2 separate regions of the Mus musculus genome follow, and region 1 is linked to region 2. A link is a contact called in public HiChIP or PLAC-seq data. All regions are on one chromosome and are shown on one strand. Each heading gives the region's core, a stretch centred on a gene start, on an enhancer-like site or on the middle of the called end of the contact. The rest is flanking DNA. Distances are from core to core; before and after follow the strand shown.

Region 1 (7,221 bases), core at 1,377-3,876, 230 kb before region 2:
CAGAGTGTAGCAACATAAGGGCCATCTATGTCCCTGATTAACACAGTCATAGAGAAGCACACACCACTGCCAGTTGGGAACATTAGACTTCCAAGGCCAGTTTTTGTCTGTGAACAAATGTCAATCAAGCACGGGAAAGTGGCGGCGACTCCTGGGGGACCTGCCTTCACTCTGCCAGCACTACAGCAACAGCCTGTCCGGGAGGCACTGTGAGAGGGCCCACTGGGAGGCCTTCACAAGACTGAGGAAGGGCTCTCTAAGAGTTGTCTGTGTGCACTCAGCCATCCATGATGTCTCCCCCCTCTGTAGAGTCACTGTCACCACTACACTGATTCCCAGTCACCTCATCTCCAATCTCCACTTTCCTGGAGACAAGCTTTGTTCTGACGGTGAAGGCCATTCCAGTTTCTCAGCCTGCCGATGCTGACCCACACTCTGCCCTCAGACTGGGCTCTCCTGACTCCACAGCCCCGCACAGCCCTTCTGAGAGCCACGCTGGCCTTCAGTCCTGGAAGAAACATTCTGCATCACCCACCGACAAAGCCTGCTGTCCTTTCTGTCACCAATCCTGTCGCTTCATCCACTTCAACTCTTTCCTACTTCTCAAACCCTGGTCCAAGGCTGGAGTGTGCGTAGCATGTTTCTGGCCCTTGTGTTCAATCTCCAAAGCAACAACAGACTAAAACATTAACTAACCCTCAGTTCAGAACAGCACTTCCCAGACAAGCCCACGCAGTCTCTCAACTCTTCTCCGCTTGTGTCTGTGAGTTTACTAATGTTCACGCCTCCTTTTCACCAATAACCTAAAACTCAGAGTGAACAAACCAGCTTGCTGTCAGTCATTCCTACATCCCATGAGGTGTGGTGTGGTGTGGTGTGGTGTGGTGTGGTGTGGTGTGGTGTGGTGTGGTGTGGTGTGGTGTGGTGTGTGGTGGCTGTACACACTGGGGCTTGCTAAACTAACACACCTCACCCAGTACAAAGATCCCCAGAACTGTTCAGGGCAACCCTCCTTGCCAATGAACTGGAAACCTAAGAGAGGGACTCTGACAGGATCAGGTTTTACATCCAATGACTTCAAGAATGAAGACAAAATTCTACATATATGAACCCAGTGGATTTATGTCAGAGAAATAATACCATTCTCTATCTAGAATTCAATCTTTAAAACTAGACTAGTCTCTAAACACACAACAGATTAAAAATCAGTTTATAAAAGTAAAGAAATGGCTCAGAAAGAAAACTCGGACAACAGAGAAACTTCCTGAAAGGAACAACCAGTTGCTGGATAGGACAGCACCTGAACTGTCTATGAGAACTGAGCGCTGCCAGGGTGGGGCTGTAGCAGGTAGCAGGGAAACTGAAGTCATGTTTTATACACGGGAAGGATTCCCAAATACAGCAGAAAGCAGTTACTGAGTTTTTAGTGTATCCTGTTAAGGACCTATACTACTTTCTTCATCAACAAGGCAGGCTTCTTTTTCCTATGGTGCTGCGTGGATCCGAAGGCTCAGGCTTTTCCCATAATATTTATACTTTGAAAACCTTGCTCTCTAAGTATGCACCATCTCTAAAGAGGACTTATTTTGTGCAGACACTGAGTCTGCGTGTCCTGTGTTGAGGTAAGACTGGAGATGGACACAAGTCTAGGACAGCAAAGAGCATGGCGCACCAACACACACAGCACGCTGCTCACCGTGCTCCCCTCTTCTGGTCCTCAGGGTCTTCCCTCTGGCTCACTAACAGCTGCAGTGCTCCCCTCACACTTGCAGCTGATGGACTGTGCCCTAGAAAACAGTCCAGGAGCTGACAAGTTTATTTAACAGTACTTCTCCAAAGAAATGGCACTTCCCCACACCTGAGAACCAGCTTATGAAGGTTTTTGGTTCTGGTTTGTTTTCTGTTGTTGTTGTTGTTGTTGTTGTTTCTGAGATGGGGTTTTTCTGTGTAGCCTTGGCTGTCCTGGAACTCACTCCATAGATCAGGTTGGCCTCAAACTCACAGAGATCCACCTGCCTCGGCCTCCTAGGTGCTGGAATTAAGGGTGTGCCAAAACTGCCTGGCTATAAAGATAATCTGAATACTTTCCAATGTTATCCTGCATCCAGTTTTATACGTAACATGACTGTTATATATAATCTATATAAGCTACATGTATCTACCCAGTCTCTGAGCACCGTCCCGTCTACTGTGATGCTCTGTCAGTGGTGTAACATAAAACAGGATGAGAATATTGCACTCACAGCTCAAAACAAAGAAATGTTTGTTTATTATACAGCCTGTCCGGGGTCAAAGACTTCTGCAGTGACGAGACTAAGTGAGAGCAGCCCAGACTCGGCATAGTTCCTTAACCACAAACACAAGGTGGTGGGGGGGGGGGGGGGCGGACACCACGGGACAGACAGACAGACAGACAGACAGACTCCTGAAGAACACCAGCAGAAGGTATACGGGGTGGCATTTAAGTATCTGCTGAAAGAACATGAGCCAAAGCGGTGGCTCCTCAGATAAATGCGATCAGACCTGGTCTTCAGAGGAAACAAACAAATACCTCCAAGAAATGAGTCATGAAGAAGGCACAGACTAGAAGAAAGACCAGAACGAGGACTTCCAGTGCAGGCAGTAAAACCAGGAAACTGTGCTAGAAGAGAGGAACTGGGCAACTGTGAGGCACTGAGACATCCGAAGAAGATAGGCTGTCAATGCACACGTTTTATTTTTGTTTGTTTGTTTGTTTGTTTGTTTTCCAAGACAGGTTTCTCTGCATAGCCCTGGCTGTCCTGGAACTCACTCTGTAGACCAGGTTGCCTCGAACTCAGAAATCCACCTTCCTCTGCCTCCCAAGTGCTGGGATCAAAGGCGTGCACCAACACTGCCCAGCAGTGGCCATGTTTTAAAGAAATTAAAAGACAGTTTTCCCAGCCATTCAGAGAGCCCAACATAGTAGACACAAGAGACAGATCTGAGAGCTGTGAGTCCTACGAGTTACAAGGCAACATGGTTCTTATTCTAAACTTTAAAACCACATTAATCATACAATCATTGATCTCAACAGAGGAAAAAGTCTTTGTTGTTGCTGTTGTTCTCTCTTGCAGCTGTGTAATCAAATAGTGGCCTGAACTACACCCAACTCACTGAGTGTGTTAAGTGATAACCTGACGACTCAGCAAGAGATTCGTTTTCAAGTCTCTCCAAAACTCCCATGTGGATCCAAACAGCAGGCTCCGTCTCAAGCACATGTACTGCTTCCTTGTCTTCCTTGTCACGGCCGCTCTGGCCTGGTGGAGAGCTCACCAAACACTCAAGTCTGCTACTGCCCACCACTTACGCTCAGGTTCAAATACTTTCCCACCAAAAAGAAGCTGTCAAAAGCATCACGTGGAGGCTGCCAGCACTTCCCTTTGGATAACTACACTCTGCGGCACACAGACCTCAGTTGGCATTTTCTCTCCACATATTAAGAACACATTTGCTGAAAGGACAAGCTTTCATGAACCTGAACTTAAAGCTCTGAGCTGGAGAGATGGCTCAATGGTTAAGAGCTCTGGCTGCTCTTTCTTGGGACCTGAAGTACCCACCCAGCAGCCACAGAGAGGCTCACAGGTGGCTGTTACTCAGGGAATCCATGACTCCCTCTGGCTTCCACAAGTATGCACACATATCGTACATAGACAGACAGACATGCAGGGAAACCAGTTGAACACATAAGATTAAAATAAAGGGGAAAGGTGAACTTCATCCAGCGTCTTCTTCTGTAACATGTAGCAGTTGGTTTCTGAGAGAATCCCATAACATGGAGCTAGCACTCACATGCCCGTCACCCACCTCTGCCTGGGCACCGTCAGCCTAAATATCAACACAGAAGGGAAAGGAAAACGGTATCTCCACATCACAGAACAGCTCTGACCTTTAAGACTCTCTGACGGGGTCTACAGGACCTATGCCAACCATGAGGCTACAGACCACACTACTAAAACTGCTGGCTAAGGTTGCTGCAGCTGGGCACACAGCCCTGCTGGACAGTCAGTTCCATCTGGGAGATTGCTCTTAGTTGGGAGGAGGTATCCTACTTGGAGGAAGAGGAAAAATAACACTTATTAAAAAAAAAATCTAATGAGACATCTATAAATCACTCCACACTGAGTTTACATTTACTTCTTATGGGATAGCATAAAATGAACCTTTGCCTTCAGGGAAATCACTTAATAAGTCTCAAAAATCTAAAATCTAATTTACCTACCCACCTATTTATCTATCTCAGCTGAACTTTTCCAGTTGCTATACCCAGTTCCCCATACAGTATGACCTCCAGGTTAGCCCGCTCTAGCCTCTCTGTTTGCAAGGCTCCTGAGCACTGTGAAGGCAGAGAGCAATGAACATGTAATGATGTACCCTGATGCCTGCACACACATAAATGGCAGCTAACAGTGTTAGTGGCAACCTCACTGCTGCCCCTCTGCACTCTCAGAACTCAGTCCCCTTCCCTGTGCCTGTGCTCTATCAGCTAATCAATTTCTAAATCACAATGCGAGACTTCGGATTTATCGCTTATCACTTACACCCAGCTAATTAGATCCACAGACTGAAGATAATCTTTGAAGGCTGATTTTTTTCAATCAACTATATTGAGGCTTTTAAAGCATTTTAAAGCGCATTTTCTTTCTCATCAGTCAACAGTTGTTTCTCAGTCATCAAGTATTGGTCTCCCTTTCTGATTCTGACAAACCACAAGTGAGAAGGCTGGGGACGAAGCAGAGTGGGCAAGTGCTGGCCTACTCCTTCAATTCCCAGTACCACCAACCTAGGCATGGCTGGGCACCCCTGCAATGCCAGCACTCGGGACATGGAGGCTGGAGGTTCGGGAATTCAAAGCCAAGGCCATGCTGGAATATATAAGACCCTGTCAAAAAACAAAACAAAGCAAAAGCTACTTAGCTCAAACCCCTTGCCACACACAGCTTGAACTTCATAGCAGTTGTTCCTTGGACATTTCCCTCTGCTCAGCAGGTCTGGAAATGTTCTCGGCAGCTCCTTTTCAACACTCAATATCTAAGAATGCTTCAGTCAGGGGACAGCATTGGCTCCTGCGTTTCCTCATAGCCACTAACACTAAGAAAGGCATGCTGGCAAACTGCAGTGTATATAGCAGGCTACAGCCCCAACAAACTGCTGGGCATTATGACACTGGGACAGAGACGCTTTGGCCATATATGCATCCCAGATGATTTCCTGGGATCATTCTCTATAATGACAAATATCCTATTTTCATTAAATAGGAAACAGAAAATGAAAATGTTTATCTCATAGATTTTAGGCCTCTAATCTGGAATACTGAAAGCATCTGTCTTCAGGTACCACACAGCACACTGAAAATTACTGAATCCGAAATTCAGTACCTTTACCACTTCACAGCACAGTGACGGTGAGCAGTCACTGTGTACCTGCCTGTGTAACCTTAAATCTTAGCAAGATTCTACAGCCAGCCTGGTCTACCCAACCAGTGGCAGTCCAGCCAGGACTACATGGTGAGACTATCAAAGTGATAGAAAGTCAAAGGCATCTGAATACTCGATCGTCCTGAAGGGTAAATCCAGCTGAGCTTCTCAAGCCAAGGCCTGCTGTGCACCTCTGGGGTAGGTGTGCTGACTACTCAGGATGCACAAAATACAAACTTACCATCGCCTGCCCAGAACCAAGAGAGTATGCACATGTCTGAAAACACTGATCTTTGCCAGGCATGGTGTTGCAGCACACCTTTTATCCTAGCACTTGGGAGGCAGAGGCAAGTGGATTTCTGAGTTCTAGGCCAGCCTGGTCTACAGAGTGAGTTCCAGGATAGCCAGGGCTACACAGAGAAACCCTGTCTCAGAAAAACCAAAAAAAAAAAAAAAAAAAAAAAAAAAAAAAAAAAAAAACCCCAAAAAACCAAACAAACAAAAAAAACCTTATCTTCAGAGAAAGACTGTTAGCTGTTGCTTCTGGCACAAACAGAACCAAACACTAACACTAGTCATGTTAGTAGGCTGCTGCGAGCCCAACTCTCACTCAGCTAAGGCAGGAAAAGAAGAGAGTGTAAGGCTAGCTCACAATGCATGATGAGTACCAGGCCAACCTGGGCCACACAGCAAAACCACATCTCAAAAACACACTGCTAGTACTTCAAAATTAATAATTATCAGCGCACACACACGAAGTGTGTATCAACAAGGCTTGGCTTGTATTTATATTTAATTTCTAATTATTTTCACAAACTCTTTATAATTTTTTAAAAGCATAATCATTCCACAGGAAAAATGTACTCATAATCCAGTGAGATCTCAAAAAAATTAACCTTGACTAGAAAAACAAATTAAGCCAGAGTTATTAAACAATAAGAGTAAATAAGTATCTAATGTATATGAATATACCAAGATCATTCTATTGCTGAGTGTGGCACACACATGTACCTAGCCCTTAGGAAAAAGGAGACCAGGAGGTCAAGGCCATCCTCAGCCACCAAGTCTGAGACGAGACTACATGAGACCCTGCCAAAAATAAAAGCAATAAGGCAAAGACATTGGAGGAACTTGGGGACAGCATCACGGAAATCAAGGAACACAAGTTGAATGACAGCCCACGGTACAGGGCCTCTGTGTCCACACAGTGAGAGTGCAGTTAGAAGATTTAGAAAGGGGAGGGAGGGAGGGAGGGAGGGAGGGAGGGAGGGTGAATGAATGCCTGTAGTGAATTAGCAAGGAGGGAAGACAACAAGGAAAGCTGACTTTGGAGGATTCTGAAAGGAATGGAAAGCATTAGATAGCCTTAAAGTTCAGTTAGAGTCATAGAAAAAATGGCTCAAGATGAAAATGTATGGATTAAGAGGAAGAGGACAAAGACCAAAGAACTAAGTGTAGACAAGGAAATGGACCCAGAAGGAGACTGACAGGCATCGGTGAGGAAGAGGTGGGACACCAGAACATTAAGGGGCCCATCTGCTTCAAAGGCAAGGGCACGTGGGCAGAGCGGGCACCCATCTTCTCAGTGGTTCTGTGAAGACAGAAACTGAGGATCTCCATGCCTGCAGCCTGAGGAGAGCCACCCTCTGCACATAACCTATGATGAGCTACCTTCTCACAGGCCATCAGCAGTGCAATCCATCAGTAGAGACAATCACACACACTGGATGAAAATTTCAAAGAATTAACAGAATGCTCTCAGAACTAGCTGTTACTACATTTTTAT
Region 2 (6,492 bases), core at 1,297-3,796:
AACAACCACAGTGGGGCAGTCCAGCATGGGCCCATCCCCCAAGTGAAAGCCCAGTATAAGAGTACAGTAGGTACAGGCCATCAGAGGAGCCTCTGGGCTCCTCTCTGTGAGTGCAAGTCTATAAGGAACCCAGGAAACAGAAAGCTGTGTGCAGAGTGAACCCCTCTCATGTCCAAAGGGATGAATGACAGTCACAAGCTTCAGAATGACTGGGACAGTTGATGGAGAACATTCTAGAAGGGCCAAGTTCCCAATTACCTGTAGGGGGAATTTGAGGATATTCCACTCCTAACAGCTCTAACTGTGGCTACCTGGAAGTGATGGACACTCCCTTCCAGGACTCTGAGTATTTTACCCTGAATAGAGAGGAGGGGAAGGAGGAGGGGAGGAGGAAGAATGGGAAGAGGGAAAGAGGGAGTGGGGAAGGACAACTGCCAAGGACCAGCCTCAGCTTGGAGAGGGGTCCCTGAGAGAAGGGGTGTTTGAGAGCGGCAAAACGAGCAACTCCTCGTCAAATCATGGGTTACGAACTGACAGCCTGAGTTCTGCTCAAGCCAGGTTGCTCTCTTTACACTCTTCTTTCTCTAGAGTTCTCCAGAGAGCTCTCTGCTCCAGACAACTTTCTTGCAATTCTAAAAACTCGCCGGATAGCTCATTTCTTGCAGATCAAAAGCTCAGTCTTGAACGTACATATCGATCCACTCATCAACCCAGGTTCCCTTTTGAATTAGCATCCCAGGACCCCAGCCCCTTGATTCTTAGAAAGAGACAGCAAGAGCCAGGCTTGGTGGTACATGCCTTTAATCCCAGCAGAGGCAGGTGATTTCTGAGTTCGAGGCCAGCCTGGTCTACAGAGTGAGTTCCTGTTTGTTTGACAGCCAGGGCTATACAGAGAAGCCCTGTCTCAAAATACCAAAACCAAAACCAAACAGAGAGAGAGAGAGAGAAAGAGAGAGAGAGTGAGAGAGAGAGAGAGAGGAGAGAGAGAGACAGTAGAGAGAGAGACAGGAGAGAGAGAGGAGAGAGAGAAGAGAGAGAGAGAGAGCACAAGCACAGACAGGGTTGGGACCCTGAGTTGAAATTAACATTTCTATCACATCTAGCACTGGACCTAAACTCCTGTCCCAGGCTGACCTTGAACTGAGGAATCTGCCTGTCCTTATATCTTTCTGGCTCATAGTGCAGCTGCCTCTGTTCCTTTAGATCCACGAAGCTCCTTATACACTTCATATAGTATCTTTGTATTTTGCATAGTTGAGAAATTATATATTTTCAAACTCAAGTTTTCAGCGTTCTTTCCCACAGCCTTAAGGGCTGTCCTGAAGGTCACAGAGTTGAACTGTTTTGCTGAGATGTAGAAACACCCTCACCTTCTGGACTCCTGCTGTTTCTGACTACCCTGGGGTTATTGATCTTGGCCGAGAGGACATTCCTCAAAGGAGGAATGTGAAAATATGTACACTATTATACACAAACAAGGCTTTACCCACAGCAATCAACAACAGTTGTGGGGGCCTATACCCTGCTGGCTCTGTTCCAGGGGCGGGAAGCCAGGTCATACTGTCTCTTACATGGCCAACCTGAACTTAGCAGATAATGATAGCAGCTTTGAATTGAGCAGCCACCACGTGACTGAAACAGACTCAGTGGGTCTGCTGAAGGGGCCTGATGGCTGGCTCCTCTTCACATAGAACTTCAGCTAAACATTCTCCAAGATGTCTTCTCAGTCTCATATGGCCTTTAAGCCCCCATTTTATGACAAAGCAACCAGGGTTCAGCCAGAGTCTGGCTTGGGTTGGTCACCTACAGCTACACAACACATTCCCTGGCTGTTTCCCTGGAAGCCTTAGGAGCCACAAGGCTGGGATCAAGAGAGATGGTTTTCCTACCTCAGATGTCTGAGAAAGTCACAGGCTAGAGGTGACCTCGAGTGACCATAGTAGGAAGGAAGACTTTGTGGAGCCTGGGCTCTAAGTGTTAGTTACTTTCATGACCCAAAGCAACTTGAGAAGGAATGGCTTTATTCTAGCTAGCAACTCTCAAGTCATAATCTATCACTAAAGGAAGTCAGGATAGGAATTCAAGCAGGGCAGAAACCTGGAGGCAGCAGCTGATGCAGAGGCCATGGAAGGGTGAGGCATACTGGATTGTTTTTCATTACTTGCTCATCCTGTTTTCTTATATAGAACCCAGGACCACCAGCCCTGGGATGGCTCCACCCACAGTGGGCGGGGCCCTCCCTCATCAATCACTAGTTAAGATATGCCCCTACTGATGCAGGCGTCTTTTCAGTTGAAGTTCCTCTTCCCGGATAACTCTAGCTCATGTGAAGCTGACAAAAACCTCTGATTGAGCAGCCACCATGTGATTGAAACTGATGGGGCTGCTGGCTTGTTCCTCTACGTAGAACTATGGGATTGGCTGACTGTGCCTGACATGTCACGACTGCTGCTATGACCCAGAAGAGCAGGCAGAAGAGGCCATGGTGAACTGAGTGACCCAGCCCTGAAAGTCTCGCTTTGCCTCAGCCACATCCCTTCCGTAGAAATGACTCACTAAGGGAAGTGACTTAAGGCCATCATTAAGGAGAGAGGTGAGGGCTACGCCTTAGACACAGGGTTTGTGTGGGCATCAAAAACACCCCAGGGCTCCAGTTCTGTAACTGGAAATGGGTGAGGCTCCACCCACGGATGCCACTTCTTGCTGTGGGATGCAGCAGCCTCTCCCTCGATCTCTTCCAGAGGCTTGTTAATTACACTGAAAAGCAGAAAAATCATGTGTCCAACTATAACAGATTTTTTTTTCCCAATTAGATTCTCTTATAGCACAGGCTGACCCTGAATTCTCAGGCCTCCTGCCTCAGTCTCACCAATTCTGGATGGGATGGCAGATGTGTAAAAACATATGCCTTGGCTTGGGAAAACTTCAATACATGTTGGAAACAAGTTGAGGGAGTGAACCTATTCTCCCCTTAGATTTCACAAACTCTAAATTACATCCAGCATTTCCAGGGAATATTTACTGCCCAGATTGGATTTTGAAGTCAGTGTGAACAAAAGAGAATGAACCAACACATTAATGTTCTGAGACTGATCCCATGCGGAGTTGGTAATATTTATAAAATGTTGGGTTAAATAATAAGGTCAACTTTTTTGTTGTTGTTTTGTTTTTTGAGACAGGGTTTCTGTGTGTAGCCCTGGCTGTCCTGGAACTCACTCTGTAGGCCAGGATGGCCTGGAACTCAGAAATCCACCTGCCTCTGCCTCCCAAGTGCTGGGATTAAAGGTGTGCGGCACCACTGCCCAGCCTAAAGTCAACTTTTTTTTAGAGGAATATGTGTGCTGGAGGTGAGCATACCAGGCATGTAAGTGTGGAGGCCAGAGGTGGGAATCCAGCATCTTCCTTTATTGCTCTCTGCCTTTCACTTTTATTATTTTTTGATTATGCATAGGTTGGTGTGCCAGCCTGTGGGTATCTGCACAGGAATACAGGTGCATACAGAGGCCAGAGATCCCCTGGACAGATCCCCTTGGAGCTGGAATGACAGACAACTAGGAGCCACCTGCCATGGGTAGCAGGAACAGGTAATGACACCATCTGTAGGTGGTATACCATAGATGTACAGAAGGCACATGAGAGTGTGTGCACACATGCACACGTGTGTACATGTACATGCACAAAGAGTGGGCTATACAAATGGAAGGCAGATGCATACTCGGAACCTGTCCGTGATTCCTACTTCTCAAGCATCCGTTTAATGCTGCTTACTGCTTTTTTGTTTCTATAACCTCTTTATTGACATTTAATCTTTGCACCCTAACATGCATCTCTTCAAATGCAGAGTCTGAAGGTCTTTAGCATGTTGTCTTTAGCATGCTGTGCAAGTTGTGCACGGATTGAACTCTCTTACCCTGCAATGGTTGGAATGAACCACCAACTTGACAGGATCCAGGGAATCTCCCAGGAGATGACCCCTAGGCATGCTTGCAGGGGATCATCTTGATTTTGTTCTCTGAGGTAGGAAGACCTGCCCACTGTGGGTGGTGCCATCCCCTGGCTGGGATCCTGGACTGTATAAAAGCAACAGGGGGCTGAGCAGTGGCCTGCACCCATAGCTCTCTGCTTCCTAACTGTGGCCGGATGTGAGGATGTGATGTGACCAACTCCCTCAGGCTCCTGCCGCAGTGACTTCCCAACCGTGATGGATTGTAACTTGCAACTCTGAGCAAAATAAATCCTTTCTCCCTGAAGTTGCTTTGGTCAGAGTATTTTATCACAGCAACAGGAGACACCCATCCCCAGGAGTAGCTAACCCCATTTTCCAACCTTTTGTGCCCTGCCAGTTAGGCTCCTGCTCTCTGTGAAGAATTCCCTCCTCATGTTTCCCCATCCCCATGCTCTGTGCCTTCATCCCCTGCCTGGCTCTGTCTTCACCTCTGATGATAGACTCTCAGCATCCTGATCATCTCTGCATCCCTCAGAGCTGATGCTGTTCCTGGTCCCTGGTGCGGACTCATTGAAATCAAGCAGATGAGGATATAAATGGAGAGGGTGCGGATGGGGCTATGGGCTAGGACCCGATGATACCACCTTTGGGGAAATCAGATCTGCTTGTGCGGAAAAAACATCTCCTTAACCATGAGGGGCGGAGAGGATGGCAAGGCTCAGGAGTCAAATGGACTTACTTACTCAGGAATTCAAACCTTGCCTCTGTTACCCGCCAGCCAGGCAGCCCTTGGAAATCATTTCCTCACCTTTAAAATGGGTAGAGTTCCTCCAACATTGTGGGGTGGAATGGGGATGGGGAAGATGGAAATGATGTGACAGGGATACCTGCTTGGGTGATTGAAAACTTGTGACACAACACATACAAATCAGATTCACATTTTTTTTTTAATTTAAAATTTCTATTATGCTCTCTCTCTCTCTCTCTCTCTCTCTCTCTCTCTCTCTCTCTCTCTCTCTCTCTCTCTCTCTCTCTCTGTGTGTGTGTGTGTGTGTCTTTGTGCAGAAGTCAATTCTCTGCTTCTACCATGTGAGTTCTCAGGTTGTCAGGCTTGGCAGCAATCCCCCTTACCCACTGAATTGACATTGTAGGCAGCCAGAAGTGATCGTGAGCCCCTGAACTTGGGAAACAGAGGCGGGGGGGGGGGGGGGCACTGTTTGTAACCAGCCTGAACTCTAGAGTCTCACAAACCAACCATCACTTCAGGTTTTCGCCATTTTTTGTTTTGTTTTTTTGTTTGTTTGTTTTGGTTTTGGTTTTTTTGTTTTTCTTTGGTTTTTTGAGACAGGGTTTCTCTGTGTAGCCCTGGCTGTCCTGGAACTCACTTTGTAGACCAGGCTGGCCTTGAACTCAGAAATCCGCCTGCCTCTGCCTCCGCCTCCTGAGTGCTGGGATTAAAGGCGTGCGCCACCACGCCCGGCTTGGTTTTCACCATTTTTAAGAGTGTAACAACACCGGTAGTTTGCATTCACCCAGCTGTGTGGATGCGGGTTATGTGTTCTTCTTCACCCTGCAGGGAACCATCAGGGGTTGTGTCTTTGGGGGTGTTTTTGGATTTTAGAATATTTGCAAAGACACAAGGAGGGTGTCAGTCATGACTCAAAGATGCCTCACTCACACTGCCTCGCATGAGACTGACTTTGTTAGAGGCTTTTGGTGTGCCTGCTTTTTTGCTGTTGTTGTTTTATGTTTCTTTGGGATGCTAGGGATGGACACAGGGGACTTGCATCGCCTGCCTTTGGATCAAAACCCCTCCCATGAGGCCGCACTGAGGTTTCTGTCATGCAGCCTGCAGTGTTTTGGATCCTTGATTTGCAGAGTGATTACCTCTGGGGAGCTCTTCCTGCTGCCGCTATTGTGCCTCGGGTCCTTCTGGTGTGGATCTTACTAGGCGCTGGCATGCTGTGCTGTACACTGTCTGAGGATGCCAAAGGCACTTCAGCCTGTGTGGGACGGTGAAAGGCAGCCTGGTTTCTGGTTGAGCTAGGTTTGAAATCCCGGTGACCTCGAAGGTGACCCTGCAGGTGACCCTGCCCACAGGGGATAACCTTGCAAAGGACGGTAGGCATTTTGCCACGCTCCTAGACACCAGGCCCCTGACACAAGGCAGCAGCTCTCCATAGTTCTGTGGCCGTGAGTCATGTAAGTGCAACGCCCTCCACCAGTAGAAAATGTGACCACAGGTCAAGTAGCCTCAAGACAGATTGAGGTCCATTTTAATGAGGTATCTAAAGGTCTGTAGGTTTTAGCCAATAAACTCCCCTTCCCAGACGCTCCTCCCTGCAAAAGGTATCTAATCTCAGGCCCGCCCTGAGAAAGTGGGGTACGGTTATACGCATCACAGCTCTCTGCCATGACAATAAATGCTTTAAAACCATGGACTGTCCAGTTTCATCGGGATCCACGGTGGGGAGCAATGGAGAAAGCCATCGTCTTAAGAGCCAGCCACCTAGTCTCCTGCAGAAGGCCTCTCAAGTGCTCCCAGC

What was found. HiChIP or PLAC-seq counts read pairs in DNA pulled down with a chosen protein or histone mark.
Region 1: an H3K4me3 HiChIP or PLAC-seq map of bone marrow-derived macrophages shows a contact between it and region 2, with 5 times the contacts expected there. The contact joins two enhancer-like sites. A contact is called at or near these places in 3 of 115 datasets of contacts at active chromatin or transcription factors (bone marrow-derived macrophages, embryonic stem cells and pancreatic cancer cells).

Annotation. Positions count from the first base shown.
Region 1 is chr5:118,628,631-118,635,851 of GRCm38.p6, reverse strand. The region is part of intron 2 of Med13l (mediator complex subunit 13-like); the gene reads right to left. Among named protein-coding and RNA genes, the nearest start is that of Med13l, 72 kb to the right of the region's middle. Within about 2 kb of position 2,626, at least 28 of the 459 cell types and tissues checked have an H3K27ac peak or open chromatin away from gene starts, as enhancers often do. A contact at or near this core is called in bone marrow-derived macrophages, where this site is marked.
Region 2 is chr5:118,400,550-118,407,041 of GRCm38.p6, reverse strand. It overlaps Gm30657 (a long non-coding RNA gene), which reads left to right. Exons shown (of 2, transcript XR_878722.1): 2 at 3,452-4,250. Among named protein-coding and RNA genes, the nearest start is that of Gm30657, 9.8 kb to the left of the region's middle. Within about 2 kb of position 2,546, at least 100 of the 459 cell types and tissues checked have an H3K27ac peak or open chromatin away from gene starts, as enhancers often do. A contact at or near this core is called in bone marrow-derived macrophages, where this site is marked.